2 separate regions of the Strix aluco genome follow, and region 2 is linked to region 1. A link is a contact called in public Hi-C data. All regions are on one chromosome and are shown on one strand. Each heading gives the region's core, a stretch centred on a gene start, on an enhancer-like site or on the middle of the called end of the contact. The rest is flanking DNA. Distances are from core to core; before and after follow the strand shown.

Region 1 (6,857 bases), core at 2,211-4,710:
ATGTAAACAGAAAGGCATGCAGAGCAGTGGGCGATATGTAAATTCAGCTGGAAAATCCCACAGCTCAGCCAATCTCTGCTGTGCTGCCTTGCAGCTTTGCCCTGGCTGCTCTGAGAGTGAAGAGGTTTAGTCTAGTGCAGAAAAAACAACCACCCTCTTAGCACACACCGATTTATTCCTCTGATTGGAGAAATCTCCAGGGACAGGACAGTCCATCGCTCACTTTAAAGAGAGTTTGAGTTTCTCACCCTCTCTAGATAGTTCCAAACTATTCATAATACTGAAGATCAAGCAGCCTAACAAACAGCAACACGGTCTTTGCTTGTAGAGACGATCCAGGGAAATCCAGTTAAGTAAGAATTGCCACAGAAAAGGCAGAGCTGGTGAGCAGGGCTCACCTGAAAGACACGCCCTGACGGTGGGGGGACTTCTACTGCTGGGACACCCACCCCACGCAGGAGAACAAGGTGCTCCCACAGCTGAGGCTCTCCCAGGAGCAGGTACTGCAGGGAGAGCTCTCACCTGGCCTCGATACACCTGCAGTTTTCACACCTCATTAAAAACAGCAAGGTAACTCTGCTGAAGCTCTGAACTCAGGCTGCGCTAAGGGCAGAGAGGGAGCAGTCTGTAAGGGGGTACGTTGGGGTTCCACTGCCCTGGACTCCTGGGGGAGATGCTGAGCTTGAAGGAAGGGCAACACGTACCCCTGCGAGCAACCACCAACCTCCACCCTTGTCCCAGGCAGCCGCCACATCCCCCAACCCAGGGGCAAGGGAACGTGCCAGTGCGTGCCTCCTCATGCCCAGGAGTACAGCCAGGGAAGGGAAGGCGAGCGGAAAAATTCTGACAGACTGAACTTGTTCATGTAATCTGAGTATTTAGTGAAACCAGAATGGATTTTCTCTCAAATGCCTTTCTCCTGGCACAGCTGGGCTTGGCTGAGACAACCTGAGAAGCAGGTATGATCATGCTTCCAAAAGCACAACAGTCATGGCTAGCGGGGGCTTGGGAGGTCCCGTGGGACAGGCAAATGCTCAGCCCGTGAGGTGACTAACTGCTGAACGCCAGGTGAAGCTGCAAAACACTCAGCACTGCTCAGGACCAACTCTGGCTGACGTACAGCTCTCAACAGGGTAGAGCGAGCACCAGCACCGTCACACGGTGCTCGGCAACTTCCTAGAGCCTGCAGGCCTCCCTGCAGCTCCAGCACTGGGTTGTGTTTGTGGAGCCCCAAGAAGGGAATGGTTGACTGCAGGAGGGTTTCAACCACAGGCCATAAACTTACCTGTGGTGCTTCACGAGTGGCTTAAGGTCACCTAAGGCTGTGCTGCCACAGGAACGGGCAATTGTGGGCCCAGCCCCACCACTCTCATGCTGCCAAGTGGCTGGTATCACCATGCAATCCCTCAGGGCAGGGAATGAAACTGCCTGAAAACTATGGATTTGTTTGTTTGTTTGTTTTCCCTTGGGTTCAAGCAACATCATGAAAATTCATGTTTGGGTGTTATCAGTGAAGGTACCTGCATTCCCTGACTGAATGTTCTGGTCACTCTGATTCAGCTTAGGCTTCTCACTGCTGCTTGGTAAAATTTAACCTCCTTCATGGTGAAACGTCCCTTTCTGCAGGGCAGTTTCACCTGCAAGTGACCTGCTGCTGCACACTGCAGAAAACTGAACCACAAAGCTGGAGCTTTCTGGCTGGATTTACCCTGTCCCTCCTCAGTGCCCAGGGTGGGGGACCCCACGACTTGGAGGGGGACCTGGCAGACCACAGACAGTTCCCTGCTCCTACAGTGTCCCACATGATGCTTAGGAAATCCAGAAACTCTTTCACCTCCCATGCCCCAGGCGTGCAATGAGGACAGCACCGGCTGTTCCCTTGCCCCTTGTCGACGGTGACAGCCAGGTCTCATGGCCAGTAAATGTCTGTACAGCACTTCACACCATGAAGCCCCAGTTTTTGGTGGTGCACTGGGTTATCTTTCTGTGAACCACCTCCCCTCCTCGCACAGCTCCCAGGGAGCCACGTAAAGGCTGTCATGGAAGTGGTTGACTTTCTCATGCCATTTTCCCTCAGCAAGGGCTTTCTGGAATCGTCCTTCACTCACGCAGCTCGCTCCCTGAAAACCCAACAACGTCGTTGTGGCCATAAGCAAGAGTCACTGACAAACACTCGAAGCCAAAATGCAACAGCTGCTGAAGAGGAGCACTAAGTGCTTCGGACAAACTGAAAAGAATACATCGCTGGGGTGAAAATGCACAAAATTAAAGTGCTGAGATTGAAATAAGGCATTTGGCAACATTGTCAAAGTTGAAAAATAAGTGTTAGACCAGAGTTCTCCACAATACAGCTACCCCCGGGGGGTACAATAGCCTGGACCTGACTTGCTATGTACATATCAAACCCAGCTAACTTATGTACCAGCTTTCTTCTCACACTCATCGGCCCCCAGCAGAGCCCATCTGAGCCGTTGTCTTTCATACCAACAGAGCTCAAAAGCAAGCTGAACTGAAAGAACGCCCTCGCTTCTGGCTTTCACGCAACACAACAGGATCATCGGGTCACAGTCGCGGATCAAACAGGAGAAAAGTGTTTGACAGCAAGTCTGTCAGAGAACAGCAGCTGCGAGCTGGCAGTAGAATAAGGCAGAACTAAACAGCATGTTTGAAATGAGAAGACGGTCACGCATTGCCTGCTGAGATGTGCAATTGTCTTGGGGCAGTTACGGAGATCTACCACCAAATATCCTAAATTGCGTAAGTTGTGAAACCAAAGCACAGGGAAATGAGGTTACTGGGAGATCAAGAGAGAACCATGAGCAACACGTGCCCTAAGTCAGACAAGTAATGGAGCAGAAAAAGACAAAATTAAGCACGCCCCGCTAGAAACAGCAAAAGGAAAGCAGCTGGGGCAAAGAAAGCAGGACTGGGACAGGATTCACCGAAGACCGCACAACACCGGCGGGGATACGCGAGCTCCTCTGCACACCTGAAAAATCACGCCGGGCCCTGCACAGAGTTTAAAAACCACCACACAAACCGCCCAAGGGAGGGGAACGAGGCGGCAGAAGCCACCGCAGCGCTGCCAGGCGGGCGGCAGCCCCCGGAGCTGCTCCGAGCAGCCCTGCAGCTGCCGCAGCCACCTCCCTAGAACGGGACCCCCTCACCCGGGCCACCGCGCAGCCCCTCCGCGGGCTGTCCGGCGCCCCCAGCCCTCACCCTCCCGCCCAGCGCGGCCCTTCCCCTCACAGAGCCCCCTCAGCGCCGGGCCCGGCCGGCTCCCCTCATCCGCGGGGCTCCCCTCAACCCGGCCCAGCCCCGCTCGTACCTGGCAGCAGCGGCGGCGGCCGGAGCGCCGGTGCCCGGCCCCGGCACATCGCGACCCCGGGCCTGCTCCCCCCTGGTCTAGCGGCCCCGCTGCCGCCCGGGCCAGAAGCCCCGCACCCGGCGTTCCCCGGGACTTGTAGTCCGGCGTGTCGCCTTCCGCCCGCTCCTCGCCCGGGTCTCCGTGACGTTAGGACTACAACTCCCAGCATCCCCCGCGGCTGAGCGCTGATTGGCTCTTTCCCAGTCACTCTATGTTACAACCACTGTTGCTACTGGCTCGGCGCGGCCTCCTCCAGGAACCAATCAGACGGCGGCAGACCACCGCCTCGGGCCACGCTGCGCCGCGCCGCGCCATTGGAGCGAGGAAGGGAGGTGACCAATGAGCGCAAGGGGAGGCGGGAGAGCGATCACGCCAACGGCTCGCGACTGGCCATCTCCTCACGCAGCCTGACCAATAGCGACCTGGGGGAAGTTATAAAGGCTGCAGCGGGGGAGGCGCCTGTCCTTTCCCGCCCAGAGGTGAGGGGGAGCGGGTGGCGGCGGGGCCGGTAACGGGGGGCGGGCCGGTGATGATCTTATCTACCTTTCTGACACCTCGTCTGAGGGCGGTGGGTGGCCGCGGCCCCTGCTGACGATCCCCGGCTGAGGCCCGAGGGAGCCGCGGCGGGGCCGGGCGCGGCGGTGCGGCCCGCTCTCACCGCGCTGCCTTCTCTCCTCAGGGCTCGGCGGGAACCGGATCGCACCGGCGAGAACAAGATGGTGGCGGCCTTGAGGGGGTGGTGAGGCGGGGGGGGAGATGAACGGCGGTGTGGGAGGCTTTCCCAGGGCCTGCTTGGGGCGGCCCGGGGACCGGCACCCCCCATGCCCGGAGCCGCCCGCCAGCTCTGCCTGCAGGCGGGGCGGGCAACTCCGGGGGCTTCGGGGAGGTAAAATGCGGCATCGCTTGTTTCTAGCGTACCCTGTGTTCCTGTAAGGTACTGCTGGGATCTGCAGCCGCAGGGGAAGCACGAGTGGGTCGCGGGTGGCTGAAACTGTGGCTGAAACAGCTGCTGTTCAAGGGGTAGCGTAGGCTGCAGGCTCCGGAGCCGAGCAAGCGGTGCAGCTCCGAGTATGACTAAAAAAAGGCGCTCTTAGGGTTGCTGTATCAAACGGGGGAGCTGCTGTTTCTGACGTTGTACAACCTGGGAGTAAGTTTTTAAAACACAAGCAGCAGAACTGCCCAAAGGTGAAGAAATCAAAAGTCATCGACTTTTACTCTACCACATGGGGTAGCTTAAGGTAAACACAGTGGATCTCCATTTGGCTTCTGTATTAGGTCAATTTTATGCCTTACAGATCTAATAAAAGTTTTCAAAAGACTTTTTGCTTCTGTTTTTCACCAATCCCACGGGTAAAGCCACAGACCAACTTCAAACTTTGCATTTGGGCACCCAGCAGACCATTTATACTATTACTATTCACTTTAAGGGAACCAGAGCATCTTAAAACGTGCTGCGGCTTGGCTTAGCCCAGCTCCCTTTTAATTTTTTTCTGGGGGCACTGGAGCACCCAGAGCTGCTAATGGAAGGGTCTAGATGGGTTCAAGAATGGGCTGAACTATGAATAATTAAACAGTGCACGTGTGTATGTTAGATGATCAAAAAAGCCATTGTAGCCACAAAGATTATTAAAAAATTTTTATTAACAGGAATGAAAAGCTGTAAACAAGAGCCAGCAAAAATGAGAAGTTGCATGTAATGCCGAGTCCTCTGGCTTGTTTGAATGCGCTGAACAATTAATTCTTTATCGCTTGGTGGCAGTAAAGGCCCATGTAAGAAGATGCCAAATAACAGTCTGAGGAGGAGCTTTAGGGCGAGGTCAGAGCGCGGGCTTTGGGAGACCAGTCTAGAGGGAACTTGAGACTGGGGGCTGAGTCTGGCTTAAAGTTCAGGTTTAATACCAGAAATGCAGTTGTGATGTCTCTGCTGTAGTAGAGTTGGCTCCCAACAGGCATATCGAAAGTACTCCAAAGGGTAGCATTTACATCTTCCTTATTTAAATTAGTTTTTAAATTGGTTTTGGTCCCACACTGAAGAAGAGTTGGCAGCTGTTTCTTCAAGACAGCGAGATGCAAGGGTGTCCCGCCCTGCCAGGGAGAGGGAAGGCAGCAACCTGATGGGAGTGTTAAGAATATTGCTGCTTATTTTTGCGACTCCCTGTAGCTTCTGGGGCAGCGTGTCCGTGCAGTGACTGGTGCCTCGGGACAGGGGCTGCTGCTGCACCGCTAAGGTCAGGCTTAGAGAAAATAGATCCAAAGTCAGACCTGGGCCCAGGGCAGGTCCTGGAGCTGCCTGACTGCTGTCCCGTGGCTCTGCTGGGCTGGCCCTCCCCTGCACACCTGCGATACCAAAATACTGGTACTTAGGTACTTAGCACACTTAGGGACTGCACAAAATCCCACTTTTCTTTTTTTCTTCACCTCAGCCAGCAAGCGTGTGCTACGCAGCCCAGAAGGAGAAGGGAGGTGGCTCTAAGATAAGCAGCTTCGTGTAGGAGACAAGGTCAGGCAGCAGTCGTGGGAGCACAGTGAAGCTCACCAAAGCAGCGGGAAACAGTGAGTTTTACAGATTCCTCTGTGCTTCTTGACAGTGCCCAAGCAACTTTCAGAGCCTTCCCTGTGTGCTGCTGCTACTTGCAAACAGATTTAAAAGTGTGCTTGTAGCAGGCGTTGCCACCTCTTAGAGCGGGTGAAGGTAAAGAGAGTTGTTGCAGTTATTTCAGAGAAAGTCTTGGATTTTAGGATCCTTGTTCATACTGTTGTGGTGCAATAACAGGTGAGCTGCTCATTTTCCTGTAGCTCTGAGGAGTCCCTGCCTGCCTGAATCCCAGCGGTAGCTGCAGGGGGGTCTTTGTGAAGGGCTGGAGCTAACACCCCCAGCAAAACATGGGGTAGGGGCATCTGAACTAACTGCTGAGAGAGCTGGGGAGCGAAGGATGAGTTATTTTAAACGGTCAATTTAGGGCAGTGCGGGGAAGTTCAGTGTAGCGGGCACCTGGAATTTTCAAATTAGAAAACTGCCAAAGGCCAAACACTTGATCCAGAATCAAATTTGTACTTAGAAGTGCAGCTTGTTTTAAAAAAAAAAAAAAAAAAACAAAGCCAAATGCCTGACACAGACCAAAGGGGTGAGGAGTCCATTGAACAGAGCTGGCAGGAGAGTCTGAAACCTGTAAAATCAATGCCTACAGCATTCCCCCCAGCTTTCTTCAGTTAAAAGAAAGAGCTGTCCCAAGAGAACTTTGAAGATATCAAAGCACTGTTGCAGTCTAAAAACGCTATCATCACACTTACATGAAGGTATTTAGAATAAGCTGCAATACATCAGATTTTTTTCTGAATTAAAGTACCAGAAACGGCAGAAGTAAGAGAACCAAAGCCTTTACCGAACAGATGAACATTCAGGAAATCTTTGTACAACAGAAGGTTAGCAGGAGCTTACTCAGACCGACAGCTAAGCTCTTGTCTTCTGAGGGGAAGAGGAGAAACCCTC
Region 2 (6,857 bases), core at 2,824-5,323, 250 kb after region 1:
CTGAAGGTGAGGACATCAAGAAAGCAGGAGTAGCTTGTGCGATGATATTGAAATGGCACGGGGGGGGTGTGTGTGTGGCATTTTACACCTGTGTAAAGACCTGGCACACCTCTGGCAAAGCCGTGTTCCGAACAGAGCTGCAGTTTGCAGGATGTGACACAGAAGGGCTGTTCAGACCTGTTATCTGGCGTGCTGTGGAGCGAGACCAAGAGGCAGGAGTTAAGGAAACCCCAGCTTTGCCGAGGGCCGCCCCGGCAGCGTGCCAGAAGCGGGGCTCTGGGTTGGTTTGGGTCGCTGGATGGCTGCATGTAGAGGACAGGGCTGGATCTGGGCTCCTGGCCTGCACTAGGATTGATACCTTACATGGGTTTTGTTCCAAAGAAACTTCCCGGATCTAGTTTATGGTTGAGGACTCAGTGAGAGTGAGAAATCTGACTGGTACGAGCTTTCACTGCTGATGGAAGCTCAGCTGCACCGTGAAGGGACACAAAACCTTCAGCGGTTTCCCCCTTCAGACACCGATTGTAGTAAATATCATCTGAAAAGCAGAAAATGCCTCAGCTGATGAGCTGCCAGCAATGCTGCCTGCCTGCAGCACCCTGGAAAAGAGTCAGCGCTTCCTTTCACCAGGAACATCACAACGTTACCGGTGGGGAAAACACACTGGTCGGAACAGGCGTTGCAGGATCAGGTCCTGGGCGCTCCCGGCCCTGTAGGAACCGGTGTCACCAACCTGCTCCTACCCACACAACTGAAATCCGACAAGTACAAACTCCAGCTCTGCCCAGTCGCTTTGTCACCATGTTCCTTGTGATGAGTAATGTCACTTTTAAGCCTAATTATGCAGGTATATTTATTATCCTATGCTTGGCCATAGCGCTGGGGTACTTGCGTAATTTCACAGACGAGTGACACTTAAGACAGCACATTACTGTCAGCAGCCTCCATCTCATTTCATGCTAATTGCTCTCCAAAATTGTGTGATGCAGTTTTGACACAAAAACATTTTCAACAGTATCATTAATTCGGGGGGGGGGGGGGGTGGGGGGGAAACATTTCCTGAAGTAATTACAGCCAACATCCTCAGTCATTCCTAATTATTTAAAACAGCCCCACCCAAACACACTTTAATGTTGATTACCAGAAAGACATGTATTATCTACTCTACTTTGAAGTATGATAAATGGGTCTCTTTAGGAGAAAGTAAGTATTACCTGTTGTAGCCAATGATCCAAAACACTGAAATACTTCATCTATCTGTTTTCCAAAATACTAATCAAACCTATTACTTAATTTACTTAACAGCACTGATGTTGTTAAATGATGCTGGTGTTGGACTAGATAACATCATGATACATTTTAATGAACTCACCATGTTTTATAAGCTCCTTTGTCCTGAAATGATCATTTATGACTCAAAGAAAATAAAGTGCATCTTTTAACTCAAATGACAAGGAATTCAGTGAAATGAAAGCAGATCCAAATGATAAGGATGCTGCTTGTCCAATCTTCCAGCCAGCCATGATGTGCACAAGCAGATCCTAGGAATTTACTGTACATTTTAATGTGTAATTTAATGTGGTTTGTCTCCATTTTCCTTCCTAGAAAAATTAGTTTATTTTGAGATGTTTCCTCTTTAAGAGTTACCATACCGTGCCAATGAGCAACCTGAGCGTTGACCTGCTTCACTGAGGCATGGTGTGTCCTGGAATCATTCTTCGACCATCCTCTAATACCGGCTCTACAGGTCACAGGAGACACCCATGAAAAATTGGGCTGTTTTGTCATTTCTGGGACAGATGGCAGCCCTTGACTCAGGGGACAGGACTCCAGGAATGTTTACTAAGCGGAGTGACGTGCTGCTCATCTGGTGACACATATAATGATGTGGCAGAACAAGCGCCTCATGCCAAGAGCTTGGGGTTTCTTGAGATTTTTTTGGGTAGATCTAGAAGCAGAACATCAGTGTTTGACAGAGATCTGCTCTGATTTTTCACACATGGGAAGGAAGGTGACCTCACATTAATCTTTTAGTGGGAATCTGGGAGAAAAAAAGGTGGGAGATCCTTAAGTTTGAAAAACTGTTTCTGTCTCTTCCTCTGTGCTGTCCGCAAACAAGCTTTTATGCTTTTTCACTGTACTTCCAGAGGAACATGGCTGCTGAGCCCGTGGTAACGCTGTTCTCCATGCTCCTGGAGCACCCTCTTCTGTTTAAGGAGCTGCAATTCTCATCTCTAAGCCCCAGCAACACACAGACCTTTAAAATACAAAATCGGCCCGCAAAGCAAGTGCGGGAACATACATTTCTTTAGCAACCAACCAGGCACATCAATGATTAACTCTAGCTCACCTTAACTCACTCTGAAACCCCGGTCAGCCGTCACATGCTCAGATGCTGAATGCATGAATCACCACCTGGAGCACATACACAAAAATGTCTCTAACAGACTGTGCTCTGAATGTACTGACCCTAACAGAGCCCATTTGCAGTACTGCTCTAATGGATGCGATATCCTATTTTCCACAGTGTTTCAGCTACACTTTTTAACAAGTTTTTTTTCCAATCACACCTAGTTTACACAGGCTACCCGCCGCCTGGGTTACAAAATCAGATCAAGAGGCAGAGCTGCAGGTCCACTGTGGGGCTGTTTGCCCGGACAAAATCCCATGTAAAGCACCATCCCACTGCCGGCAGGTCACCAGGCTGCCACATCAGCGGGACCCCAACCCCACCACACACGCTGCGGCCAAAACACCTTATCCAGGTGATTCGTGGAAACCAAACTCTACAACTCGAATAGAGTTATAAAGCAGGTATGTTTTACCCCCTGCAAGGGGATTTGTCCACAAAGCTTGCACACCCACCGCACATTTTACCAAAAACTTATAGAGTCTGGATATACATATTCACTGGATTACATAACACAAACATGCATATGCATGAGTGAGGCTGGGTTAGTTAGAAAGGCTGATGTCAACAGTTTGTGTTATCTTTGCACCTGCGCATTGCCTCCTGGGGGGCGTCTTCAGGGATCTTTGGGAGGAAGGCTCGTAGTCTTTCTCACCTTGTTTTTTCCCCGGAGCATGCGCAGATTCTCTTAGCTAATTTCTTGAACAACAAAAATGTTTTTCAGCCAGTTTACTCATCCTATCTTATTTAAGGGAACCAATGAAACTTCTACAACCCGTACATGGCTATCTTTACTCGTTACCGAGACCCAACTAGTTAGAGCACACCTGTTCCTCAAGGACAAAACCATGATATTTTGCAGAACACTGCAGTTCTTGGTAGATTTTCACATTAAACTGCTTTGTTTTGATGGACACAGCAGTCCTTGGTAAAATTCCACAGAACAGTCTGGGCAAACAGGATTCTTAGCAATATTAAAAAATACTATAAGTAATACTATAACTTGCTAGAAGTAAGTAAATAAGTTGCTAAGCAGTTTTCTATAAGTAAATAAGTCTTAAAACAAGTAATCATTTCTCTGTATCACAGGGGAGAGTCGGTGCCGTGCTGCCCCACAGGCCCCCACGGAAGGCGCAGGGCAGCACCCAGAGGTGCCAGGAATAGGCCTGGGGGTCCCCTGTCTCCCCACAGGGGCAGGCCCTGAGGCGACACAGCACAGGCCGCGGCCGCCCAGCACTGCTCGGCCTGTTCAGCTGCCACCAGGCAAGAGGTTGCCAAATGGCTCCCGCGGGCCACCTCCACCTCACGGGAGACCAGAGAGAGGCGGCTAGAGGGGCTCTGCCGCCGAGGCGCTCCGGGCAGCGCTTCTCTATGGTCATAGGCCTGTAAGAGCGAGGCTAGCGCGGCGAGGGGACGCTCTGGACTGCGACTCTATGGTGGGGCAGGGGAGGACGCGGGGTGCCGTCAGGAGGGTGGCGCTGTGGCGGCCGGAAGGGGTAATGCGGGAAGGGAGCCGCCGCTCTAGGCGGAGACTCGATGGTCAGCCAGGCCGGCGCTGCGCCGGGGATCCGCGAGGGCGGGTCTCTATGGTCGGAAGCTGGGCAGAGAGTCGCGCGTTGGGCCGGGCGGCGCTCTAGGCCGCCTCTCGATGGTGCGGGCGGTTGCTAGGCGGTGCGGGGCCTAGGCCGCGGCGGGTCGGCGCCGCCATGGCCGCCTCGGCCTCCGGCGCGGCGGCGGGCCCCGCGGATGGGTCGTGCGTGTTGTGCTGCGGGGAGCTGGAGGTGGTGGCGCTGGGCCGCTGCGACCACCCCATCTGCTACCGGTGCTCGGTGCGGATGCGGGCGCTGTGCGGCGTGCGGTACTGCGCGGTGTGCCGGGAGGAGCTGGGCCAGGTGAGGCCGGGGCCGGGGCCCGCGCACCCGGCGGGGCTGGGCCGCGCCCCCCTCGCCCGGTGCCGGGTTCTGTCGGCGCCCCGCGGGGCTGGGCTCGGGCCGGTTGCCGGGGGGAGCGGGGCCGTGGGGCGGGCGGAGGCCTCGGGCTGGGCTGGGGCCGGAGTCGGGCCGCGGAGCGACTCGTGAAATCTGCTGAGTGGAGCCGGGGGGGAGGAACATCCCTCAGCCCGGAGCTCGGCGCGTTTATCTGCCGTTTGCTTCGCTCCCGGCAGTGCGGCCGCCGTTCAGAGGCGACGGGAGGCATGTTGGAAACAGAACATGAAGAAAATGGAATTTAAAGGGAATATTTTTATTATTTTTAAAAATCAGCAGGGCTTGCTCTCCAGAGTTGGTATTACGTGATCTCAGATGACTCATATCATCCTGCCGAATTCCTGACTTGATTTTAAGCTTGGGGGAGAACATATTTTGTATTCTTCCAGGGCTTGCTCATGCCTTGCATTACAGCACACCATGCTGCATTTGCCTCCAGTTCCTGTTAGCGTGAGCCGTCTCTTGAGTTTATGCTTAAAAAGTAATTTCCCTTCAATTATAATTTTTCTGATGGACTTCTGTTTTCCTCCCAGCCTGCTGGTGTGATAGTGCAGGGCCCTGTGTGGAGTTCAGAGCAAGTCACCCTGATGCTGTGGCTCGGCTGCACAGAGGGAGCCGAGGATGTGGTGCAGCAGTGAGCCACGTGAAGGAAAGTTGTTCAAGGATGTTTGTAAAAACAAATCTTCATATGTGAATTTGTTTTTGCAGAACTGCTGCAGAGAAAACCAAACCCTTTGAGAAGAAAAGAATTGGTACTAGCACTGAATGAAATATACTGAGATGGTTTAGGAAATGAAATAAATATAGAGGGAGGGGGCTCTCCCCTTGGCAAAAGAAGAGCCCTCCAACTAAACTGTTGGTGTTGGCTGCTTTTCATATTGTTCAAATGGTTGGAGGGATGGAAGATTTTTAGGCTGTGTACTGAAGATCCTCAGACTTTGTGGAGGCCAGAAGGGTTGATGTGGTTTTTAGACAGAGCTTACTGGCACATGAGTAGCCTCTGTGTACAGAAAGAAACTCAGTGAAGGTAATTTTATCTCTGATCATCCTCTGCGGAGCTGCTGCTCCACTTCTGCCGTCTTAGGAGGAAGCAAGGTGTGATGTTGCTCTTCATCCTTAAACCTGCTTGTCTTAGGGTCATGGGTGGACTGTTAAATCTCAAGAGCTTTTCAGTTTTTTAATACTGCTATATTATGTGGCCTGAACTTTGGTTTGTTCAGTCATCTTTCTCCCTCCTTTATTAACTGTTTAAATGATCCTTTTATTATAATTGCCTGAGAGGTCATTTTTAATGACTGGACTCTTTTTCCCCCTTGTCTTTAAGTGCTGCTATAATACTGGTCTGTCCGTTCACCCATCTGCCCAAAGGAAAGAAAAAAAGACATTGGGGGGCATAAATCACGTCAAAACTGCTGTTGAATGAATGGAACGTATATGTAGAACCTAAACCTGTGTCTTAATTTGCACAGCGTGTGGGATTAGCACAGGCATGTACACCACCACCACCAAATCTCAGCGGGTGTCGTACAGGGTAGTGTAGACCGAAGTGGTAAATGTCACAGCAGAATGTCCAAAGGAAATAAAACTACAAAGATGAGTGACGGAGGAGAAAGCAGGATATTCTTGTTATGGTAATGCGTGCTTTCAGCGATGCATAATTGTTGCAGCGAAGTTAGGAAGGATTTACTTGTTGACCTGTAGACTAACCCTGACGTGTACTTGGATCAGGCTCGGAGGATCTGTCAGTGTGCCTGTTACATACATGTGTGTGCGATTGTTCTTGGAACGGCTGTGGGAAATTGTGTTGGACTCCTGTGATAAAATCTACTTTTCAGCAATCTGTTCCTCTCTTCTAAAACTCACTTTGGGCCAAAATGAAATGTCAGTAAGACTTCACTGAAATTAAATTTTTTAAATAATTGGCATTAGACATAGTTGTCATTTGTCCAACAAACTTAAGCTTGTATTCTCTTTATTTTAAGCTTGATATTTAAGCAAGTTTGGTACGTTTTTTGTTTTGGTTAACTAAACAGTAGCCCCACTGTAAAGAAAGCTTTAAAAAAAGGCACAAAACCAGACACAAAAGACTCGTTCCATGGTATTTCACCCCAGCAAGGGTAGAGGGGTGATTTAGCAATACCAAACTACTTGAATATTATATAATTGAATGCTCTTATTAAGATTGTAAGTATTTCTAGATTTACAGTGGTTACTGTAAGAACTGAAAGGCATTTACTGTGTTTGTGTCTCAGCCTTTCTGAGCTGGTGCAGGTAACTCCAGCTGTTTCATAATGTTGCTGCTACCCCAGCAGTTCCCAAACTGAGAACCTGTGCTGGAGCAGACCAGTGGTAGGTGGCTTCTGAAGGAGGACTTAGTATCATAACCGGCTGTGGTGTGAGACCCAGGCTGCTTGGAGGTCAGCGGGGGCAACTGTGAGCAAGGAGGTCCCCTTAGGAGGGGT

The links. Hi-C and Micro-C count contacts between places; a contact is called where the count stands out from the background.
Region 2: a Hi-C map of heart shows a contact between it and region 1, with 17 times the contacts expected there. The contact joins the promoter of ZNF598 here to the promoter of TRAF7 in region 1. A contact is called at or near these places in 2 of 2 Hi-C or Micro-C datasets (brain and heart).

What each region holds. Positions count from the first base shown.
Region 1 is chr15:5,911,514-5,918,370 of bStrAlu1.hap1, forward strand. TRAF7 (TNF receptor associated factor 7) reads right to left here and starts at 3,461. Exons shown (of 20, transcript XM_074841466.1): 1 at 3,329-3,461. It overlaps LOC141930298 (a long non-coding RNA gene), which reads left to right and starts at 3,621. Exons shown (of 2, transcript XR_012625254.1): 1 at 3,621-3,846; 2 at 4,047-4,683. LOC141930558 (small nucleolar RNA SNORD60) reads left to right here and starts at 3,889; the gene lies at 3,889-3,978. It overlaps RAB26 (RAB26, member RAS oncogene family), which reads right to left. Exons shown (of 9, transcript XM_074841154.1): 9 at 4,988-6,857.
Region 2 is chr15:6,165,031-6,171,887 of bStrAlu1.hap1, forward strand. It overlaps ZNF598 (zinc finger protein 598, E3 ubiquitin ligase), which reads left to right and starts at 4,074. Exons shown (of 12, transcript XM_074841323.1): 1 at 4,074-4,302. The coding sequence starts at 4,117.